Regions from separate parts of the Zea mays genome. Here regions 2 and 3 are each linked to region 1. Evidence: chromatin contacts called from public Hi-C data. All regions are on one chromosome and are shown on one strand. Each heading gives the region's core, a stretch centred on a gene start, on an enhancer-like site or on the middle of the called end of the contact. The rest is flanking DNA. Distances are from core to core; before and after follow the strand shown.

Evidence for each region. Hi-C and Micro-C count contacts between places; a contact is called where the count stands out from the background.
Region 2: a contact with region 1 is called in a Hi-C map of ear, with 5 times the contacts expected there. The contact joins two enhancer-like sites. A contact is called at or near these places in 8 of 25 Hi-C or Micro-C datasets (bundle sheath, ear, leaf and 3 more).
Region 3: a Hi-C map of ear shows a contact between it and region 1, with 2.1 times the contacts expected there. The contact joins the promoter of LOC103634893 here to the enhancer-like site in region 1. A contact is called at or near these places in 6 of 25 Hi-C or Micro-C datasets (bundle sheath, ear, leaf and 2 more).

What each region holds. Positions count from the first base shown.
Region 1 is chr8:19,880,714-19,883,413 of Zm-B73-REFERENCE-NAM-5.0, forward strand. No RefSeq gene overlaps it. Among protein-coding and RNA genes, the nearest start is that of LOC103636803, 13 kb to the right of the region's middle. Within about 2 kb of position 1,323, at least 13 of the 20 cell types and tissues checked have an H3K27ac peak or open chromatin away from gene starts, as enhancers often do. A contact at or near this core is called in bundle sheath, ear, leaf and 1 more, where this site is marked.
Region 2 is chr8:20,165,406-20,168,105 of Zm-B73-REFERENCE-NAM-5.0, forward strand. It overlaps LOC103634893, which reads right to left. Exons shown (of 22, transcript XM_008657469.3): 20 at 2,436-2,678; 21 at 2,219-2,301; 22 at 1,521-2,135. The coding sequence ends at 1,988. Among protein-coding and RNA genes, the nearest start is that of LOC103634893, 18 kb to the right of the region's middle. Within about 2 kb of position 1,361, at least 17 of the 20 cell types and tissues checked have an H3K27ac peak or open chromatin away from gene starts, as enhancers often do. A contact at or near this core is called in bundle sheath, ear and leaf, where this site is marked.
Region 3 is chr8:20,183,089-20,185,788 of Zm-B73-REFERENCE-NAM-5.0, forward strand. It overlaps LOC103634893, which reads right to left and starts at 1,448. Exons shown (of 22, transcript XM_008657469.3): 1 at 378-1,448. The coding sequence starts at 1,417.

The DNA of each region.
Region 1 (2,700 bases), core at 73-2,572:
ATTATAGAGGTTTGAACTATGATTGTCAGCTCCAAACATACATGCATACTTATATAGCACTACCGGAATTCGCGCCTTTGCCGAGTGCCGGTGGCTTTGCCGAGTGCTTTTTATCCGTCACCGTTACTTGGCGTCGTGACGGTGACTTTTCTTTGCCGAGTGCCGTTTGGCACTCGGCAAAGTCTTTGCCGAGTGCCCGGCAAATAGTACTCGGCAAAGAGGCTGTTGCCGATGTACAGTTCACCGAGCGTTCTTTGCCGAGTGTTACACTCGGCAAAGCATTTGCCGAGTGTAAATTTGCCTTTGCCGTGTGTCTGAGACACACGGTAAAGGAGCTGATTCCGGTAGTGTAGCCAATATAACACACATGTTTTTTTATATTTTATACTATATACTCAAGCATAATATAGATTTTTTATGAAAAAATAAAATCGGGTCTAGCCCATCGCGCCACACCTAAGGGCCAGGCACGACACGATGACCAGGTTGGATTGCACATGCCCGTTGGACAATGGGTCTGGCTAGGCTAAACCGCGTCGAGCCAAGAGCCACCTAGCTGGCTCGCCTCATTTTGACATCTATACTCGTACACCAATGATGTGGCATAGACAGTCAGCGACGCAAAACAAGACGATGGGCCGTGTAGGCAGGGGCGCAGGGCTACTAGGTGTCAACACATCATAGTTGTCAGGCCATCAATTAAGGTACATGGATTTTTGACTTGGTAAAATTTTGGATTAGTTAGGTTCGATTTAAGATTATAGTTGTTTGATTGAGGGGGAGAGTAGCGTCGGTGTGAGCACCGTCGTACCTCATGCCTGCAAGGCCTAATATCGCGAGGATGTGAGGAGGACCCCGCCACCACCATCCTGACAAGCCGTTCGGAACTTTTGACTGCTTACTCTGGTGATGGCAAGATAGAGAGGAGGGAGAAAGAGACGACAACCTCTAGGGTTTGATGTTGCATGAGCCACCTCATGGCATGAGATAAAGCGAGAAATTGAAATTATAGTTTATCACTCAGTATATGAAATATATTTAAGCATCTTATATGGTAGATGTCTTGAGATCGGGCATAACAACCAGTTCAAATATGGGGTAAAATCGTTGTAAAGGTTTATAATATCTTTAAACAGCTATTCTACTTAATACTCACGGACACCTCATCAACCAGTGTCTTTGCTAATGTATAAATAATTTTATTTTCAATTTGTGACGCCCCCACGGCAAAAAAAAAAGAAGCGTAGGGCACATGTTGGGCCTAAACCCAACAAAAGCCCAGGCGTGCGTTGGGCCACATTTCGATGGCCGAGAGCGCGTGGAGTGCTTTCCTTCAAGAACAACAGAGAAGAAAAACTTAACGAGGAGAGACGGCGGTAGTAGAGAGAGTCATCGTATATCATTCATTCGTTTCGCAGTTCGCCTTTCAGAATTTCTACGCGCGATTTGTCTCCCAGCTCGAACTGCATGCTGCAGGAGACTGATAACTCCAGGCGCAACGAGGACGAGGACGAGGACTGCAAATATATAGGAATTTCTTGGGATTCCAGGGCCGTTCAAATTTCCGATCCCAACATCGGACAAACGCAAGCCGGTGCTGTCGGCTGTCGCGCTTCTAGCTAGCTAGCGGGCGGGCGGGTATATATACGGCTGGTCAACTGTGTTAGAAATCTCAACGGAATTAACGGCGAGCTGATCAGCTCGGCATCGACAAAGTTAGGCCCGGCGGACACCGGGCCACGGCTGCCTAAACGCTGGTGGACCATTTTATTAGCCCGTGTCCTCATCGGGAAGAAAACGGAGGGAGAGCCAAGGTACTGACAGACAGCGACAGGATCCAAACACCGTCCATGCGTTTTGGACACTAGCTAGCCGCGCTCAAAGTCTGGCCGGATTACCCATGATTTCGGTTTCAGAGTGGTTCTGAGAACAATCGCGTTTTCGTTCCGAGAATATTTACGTTTTCACAATCGACACGTAGAATTGGAACAGAAAAAAGGTTTATACGGTTGAAATGTAAAATTGGAACAAAAAAGAAGGGTGTTATTATGGAGTTGGAACTTGGAACGGTCGGCTCGGTTATGCCGAGTTATCCTTACGCAACTCATGTTAATTATTAGACTATATTTAATATTTATGACTGGCATTTAAATATTTAATGTGGCACAAAATAAACTTTAGTCGGGAAGCCAGCACTCGTTAATTTCCCCGTTCCCCGTTCGCTTCGGAGAACATGGCAGCCAAGGATACGACTACCAGTGTCCCTGTTGCGATTACGGAATGATGACAGCAGTCGGCAGAACCAGCGGAGCGAGCTTGCCGTATACAGAACGTACAGTTCGTAGTCAGTTTCATTTTTCTTTTCCCAAACAAATATCGAAGCGCCATACAAAGTTGCCAAGTCGGCTTAAACTTCGTCTAAAAAATGTAATCAGGCGCGCAATTTTAGATTAGCGGAAGGAAGGGTGAAAAGTTAATGTAAAAAATGAAGATTTGGTCTGTTGTTCTTTGGTCTATTCGAGGCGACGCTTTAATTTGTCGCTATATAAGAAGGAGCAAATGCAACTATGCAAGCCAGCCATTCGCGTCCGTTGCGACTTGCGAGAGCTCGGTCTCGTTCACTCAGCTAGTCACTAGTCAGCTAGCTCATTGAGCGGGGGAAGAGGCTCGGGGTCCGGTCCGGTCCGGTCCGGTTCGGCC
Region 2 (2,700 bases), core at 111-2,610, 280 kb after region 1:
CAGGCGATGGTGTTGCTCGATGCGCTGCTAGGTGCCAGAGTGCGAGCGGCCAGCGCGCTCCTACGGTCCTTCACTCCTTCTGCTGTTCTGCATCGTCCACTATTGTTCATTCGTGCTCTAGCGGCTGCGCAGCCGTGGATCTTGCTTTGTCCGTGGTTCGTCCTATCACTCTGTGTCTTTCTCTAAAATAAATCCATCAAATCATAAGGTAACATTATACATATGCATTGTATATTTAATTGTCTAACTTTGTTAATAAAATAAGATATTGATTATTTTATTCATCTCGTATGCATGCATATTAAATATTAATATTTCAAGATCTAATTATTGGTGTTATGTCTTATGCCAATCGATCTAGAAAATATGATTCTGGTTATCAAAAACGTAAGAGAAAATAAAGAATAGAGGATTTAACTCAGTCTTATAAGGGAGCTATGAATAGAGAAAACAAAGAATTTTTAGTGATTTTGTAAAAAAGGGTCTCTATTCAATAATCTGTACGGGCCCCCGCTTTTTGCCGGCACGGCCCTGATTACTGATCATTACCAACTTCGTGAGGTACCCTGCTGCTGCACTGTGTGTGTGCGTGCGCGTATCCAAGCTCCGGGCGCACACATCTGCTGCAGCTGCACTATCGTGAGGCGGTGTGGTGCATGTGAAAAGGGCCAAAGCCCCAGTGCATTGCATGCATGCATATCTCTCTTGCTGAACACCACGGCACGAGGGTCATGCGTAGTTATTAGAATCCAACCGGACATGGAAATGATATTTTTTTATTCACTGGACCGGTTAAACCTTCGGTTCAATTATATCTTGGACCGATTAACTTAGACCGGCCACAAATACTTTGAATCAGTGTGTATATATACAATTTAGTTGTACTGCATATAACATAAGCTTCTATCCTATCTTCTATTTCAATTTCTTAAGTTCTACTATATAAATCTGACTATAAATCTGACCATATACACGATCTGGCTATCTCTAGCAGTTTCTTGTATTTCAAATTCTTAAGTTCTACTCTATAAATCTGACCGTATACACCATCCGATGGCTATAGCTTACATCCCATCTCTCGTCTTCTCCCTATTAGATTTGGATGCCTGTGGTCCATCTGTCCCTACCTGCAGTACACACTGATTGAGTGGCCGACGGGCAAAATTTTTATTTTCCGGTTCGGAAGACATAATACTGTTGTCAAACCACACATGTTACCGTCCATCAAAGCAGACAACTTGGATCTAGGATTGTAAAATTTTACAGATCCGTAATTTACGGTGGTTTTAGACTTAAAACCAGTTCCAAACAGCCCCTAAAGTTGTCCATCCATCGTCGAGGACATTCTCTGCCGAGTACATAGCACCCGGTTTTGTTTAGGTGACCCACTTAGCCATCCATCCACCACTACAGGTCTGCAAGTGACACAGCGTCAGATATGTCAGAAGGTTTTTGCATCCCTCGATGAATTGCAAAGCTGCAAACGGCACATCACCCAGACCACACCGATTTCTCACAGCTTTACCAGCCTTGCTGTCAGCGAAGACCATGGAACATGTTAATAATATAATTGTTTTACCCATCTGATCGCATACAACAAGAGGCGTTTGCATCTCGATGACTTGAGTTGCCCCTCTGCCCATCTCAACAAACATCAAGGGCCAGGGCATGGTAGCAAAAGAACAACAAATCCACATCCCCCCATGTCTCTTTAGGTTAGCTTTCACATTGCTTATAAACAAACTCTATGGTGTCTAAATCCTACAAAGAATGGATCAAGAACACCTTTTATATATACAACAGAACACCGTTTGCAACTGCACATGATCAGCGGGGGATGCGGAAGTACGCATCTATATAACCTCTGTAGTTCCTTCTTTTGCCTGGTCAATAAAGAAAGGCCTTTGCCCGCACTCTTCCTTTTATCAACTCCCAAAAAATCGAGTTGTAAAAAGCTTCCCAGAAGGACCCTCAGTTACAACAGGGGTCATGACTGCCAAAATATGTTTGGGTCATTGCTATATACCGCACGGTCTTGAATCTCTAAATTAGCAACGTGCCAATCAACAAGCCTTGCTTGAATGCATTTCAACAGCATGAGTCCGGTTGGGAAGAGCCACCAACCGCTTTCATCCCTGGAAAGATTTCATGGCAAGTGGCTTAACTGCATATAACTTTTAGAAGATGCTAGTGAACAGCCGACAGAAATTATGCTTACGTTCCCAGGTTCCAGGGCTGCACGCTCGGGTGTGTTTTGGTTGATAACTTATAATGTACAAAACCACATATGAAAGCCACAACCTAGATATTAACAAGCACAGGAAGGTTATAGAGGCGCAACACTTGATAGAAAAAAAAAACTCATTCAATTGCAGCCATTACGTGTGATAGATACCGATATAACATTGAAATGTAGGTGGGTGAAGAATACTTACAACATTGACCAGTGAAGTTATGTTCCACAATGCATACACACGAGCAAGGCCTGCTGACCGCCTCGGTCCATGACTAAATAGAGCATTTATACCGGCAGGAAAAGGCGACAAAATCCCAAGCGGTAGAATAAACAAAACCAAGAGAACATCGACCATAGAATATGAATACAGCTGGAGAAAAGTAAGCAAAACTAAGCTGAAATCTGCAAGAAGCAGTATTGAGATTACCAAACCAACAAGATCCTGCAGTTAAGTTCAACAGAAC
Region 3 (2,700 bases), core at 198-2,697, 300 kb after region 1:
TTTTTCCTTTTTCCAGTGCATCAAATAAAAGTTTTCAGTGCATCAAATAAAAGAATTTAAGTGCCCTAAATGCGTCTCTGCAAGGGAGAGAAGAGTGTTCTTCATCTATTGCCTCTTACCCACTATATCTGGCCATCCAGGTGCCAAGAATGCATATTATGGCTAGTTCATTTAAACTGCAGGGACCTATCAATTTGTTCGGCTGAACTTCAGTTGGTAAATGTTTTCCAAAGTCCAACTTAATCCCACTATCTTTCTATCGGTAACTGTTTTCCAAATTCTACTTAATTAACTAAGCTTGTGTTCTCATCTCAGTAGTCAGTTCACTTGGTATAAGGAAAGCGGAACAGAATTAAAATCACTCCACAAACACTCACATCGATGCAGCCCTTATAAAGATGCTTCCCCCAGAACCACCTCCACCCTTCTCATTGCTATCCCCACCGTCGGCGAGCACTGTGCCATTCATGACCAGATCATCAGCAAACAGCCACACGATGCCACCACCGGCACCACCGTAGTCCTTCTCAACACTGGTCGAGCCCCCTTTGCTCCCGTAGCTCCAAGGGTGTTCGAGGTCAGACCATGCATAGGCATCACCACCCCATGAATCCTCCTGAGTCTGCCCTTCCTTGACGAAGCAGCTGGCGCCACGGCCACCGTGCCCGCCACCGTCGCCGTGCGTCCCTGTGGGAACGCCACTGGTCCGGTCAGGGGGGGCGCCAGCGAGCGCGGTGGTGTTCACAACGACCGTGTCGGCGACTGTGATGTTGGTGGCAACCAACGAGACCCTGCCGGCTCTGACGCGCACGCCGCGGCTGAGGTGCACCTCGCCGGAGAGATTGGCAGATATAACGCACCCGACCTTCTCGCAGGTCAGGGAGGCGCCAGAGAGGAGCACGAGGCTGCCGTTCCCCGTGATGTAGATATCGTCGCCCAGTTCCACCTCCTCGAAGACCTCGCAGTGCGTGCGGAAGTCCCCCTTCCCGTGGAGGTCTCCCTCACAGGTCGCCGTCGACGACGCCGGGTCCGGGGGCGGGAGTGGGGGCGACGGCGGCGAGTAGTCGTGCCACGTCAGGATCGAGTACGGGTCCGGCTCAGCCCGATCTGACGCCTCCGCCCCGCCGGCGCGGACAAGGACGGCGTTTCCGAGGACAGCGCCGAGCAGCAGCAAGAGTCGGAGATTGAAGAGGGGGGAGAGATGGCAGGCCATGAACTGGGGCTCATCAGAGTCCAGGCTGTTGGGGTTGGTAGTACAGTACAGGTTCCGGACACCGCGCTTGTAGTGGCTGGCCGCCGGCGATGGCGGCGGGGGGCGTGCGTTCCGGGCTGGGTTTGGTATCGATTTGGGTTTAGCTATTTTTCCCCTTCTGATTTTGCTCCGTTTCTCTCCCGCAGTTTGATGATGCAGTTGCATTTTGGAAGGGAAGAGTGTGGAGGGAGAAGGCTGTTGCGCCGTTGGATTTGCCTCTAGATTCGTAAATTAGGTGCGGGGTTCGCTGGCGGTTGTGGACTATGGCAGCGACAAGTGGAGCACGAGGGTCGGTTTTGTCACTTGTATGTGTGTTTCTGAAAATAATCCTATTTAGGTGCTTCAGCTTCATAAAATTTTGTAAAGTTAATGAAACATATCATTACAAGCTTAAACAATCGTAAAGCTAAAGTTACAAACGTTTAGAAAATATTTAGATAAATCAATTTATTTCTTATTTAGATTAAATATATATTTTAAAATTATTTAAATTTATATTATACATTGCAGCTTCACGATGAAGCTGAAATCTAGAGTAGTGCCAAACATCCTTCTAGTCAGAGATTTTTTAAAAAAAAATAAGTATGATTTGCCGTTTTTCTAGTTCACACCGAGCAAAATCTATTTCAGCAATAAACAGGAGAATTCTCATCAAACAATTGTAGGGTCAAAGACAAACTATAACTGAAAATTTTGGAATTAATTTCTCTTTGAATTTTTTTCGAGAGATCAATGCTCTACCTGACATGGCCAGACGCCCAGACTAGTATATAATATATCCGCAGCAGTGTGATACCCAAAAATGCAAAGACTCGTGTATGGATATGTCTTAATGAAAAATAATATCCTTTTAGTTTTTATTGGTATATGTAAGAATTTCTAGAAACTGCAAGAGGGGTGAAAGAAGCTCTAAAATTTCTAAGGCTCTCGCAAAAGGGGAAATAGAAAAAATGAAGTCCGGTGACAAGTTTTGCCAAACTACAAAATAAATATATATATATATATTACGTGCTAAATATTTGAAAACAGAAGCAAGTAAGTTTCGCTCATATGATTTTTGCAAATTGTATTTGCTGCTAAGACGGAGAACGGATCGATGCTAATTAAAATGACAAAAGTGCATAGAGGAGCTTTTTTGAAAAGGAAAAGGGGACCGAGACTAGCAGTTATTGGATTGTCCAGGAACCTTATCGAGTAAGTCATCCAAAAAAGGACACCATGTCTTTTGCTGTGAAAGAGCCATGTCTTGTAGTGGAGTCACAGCTTATCCATTTCTTTATTTGAGGTGCGTATTGATGTACAATGCATTTTTGTTTGACGTGTGGAGGTTGAAAATCTGCTATCCCTCTCGCCTTTTAAATTTTTATCCTGGCACATAAAATGCATATTTTTCTTTCTAACTTCCACGAGCCAATGGCACGAAAAGGTTAAGAGCGTTTGTTTGGGAT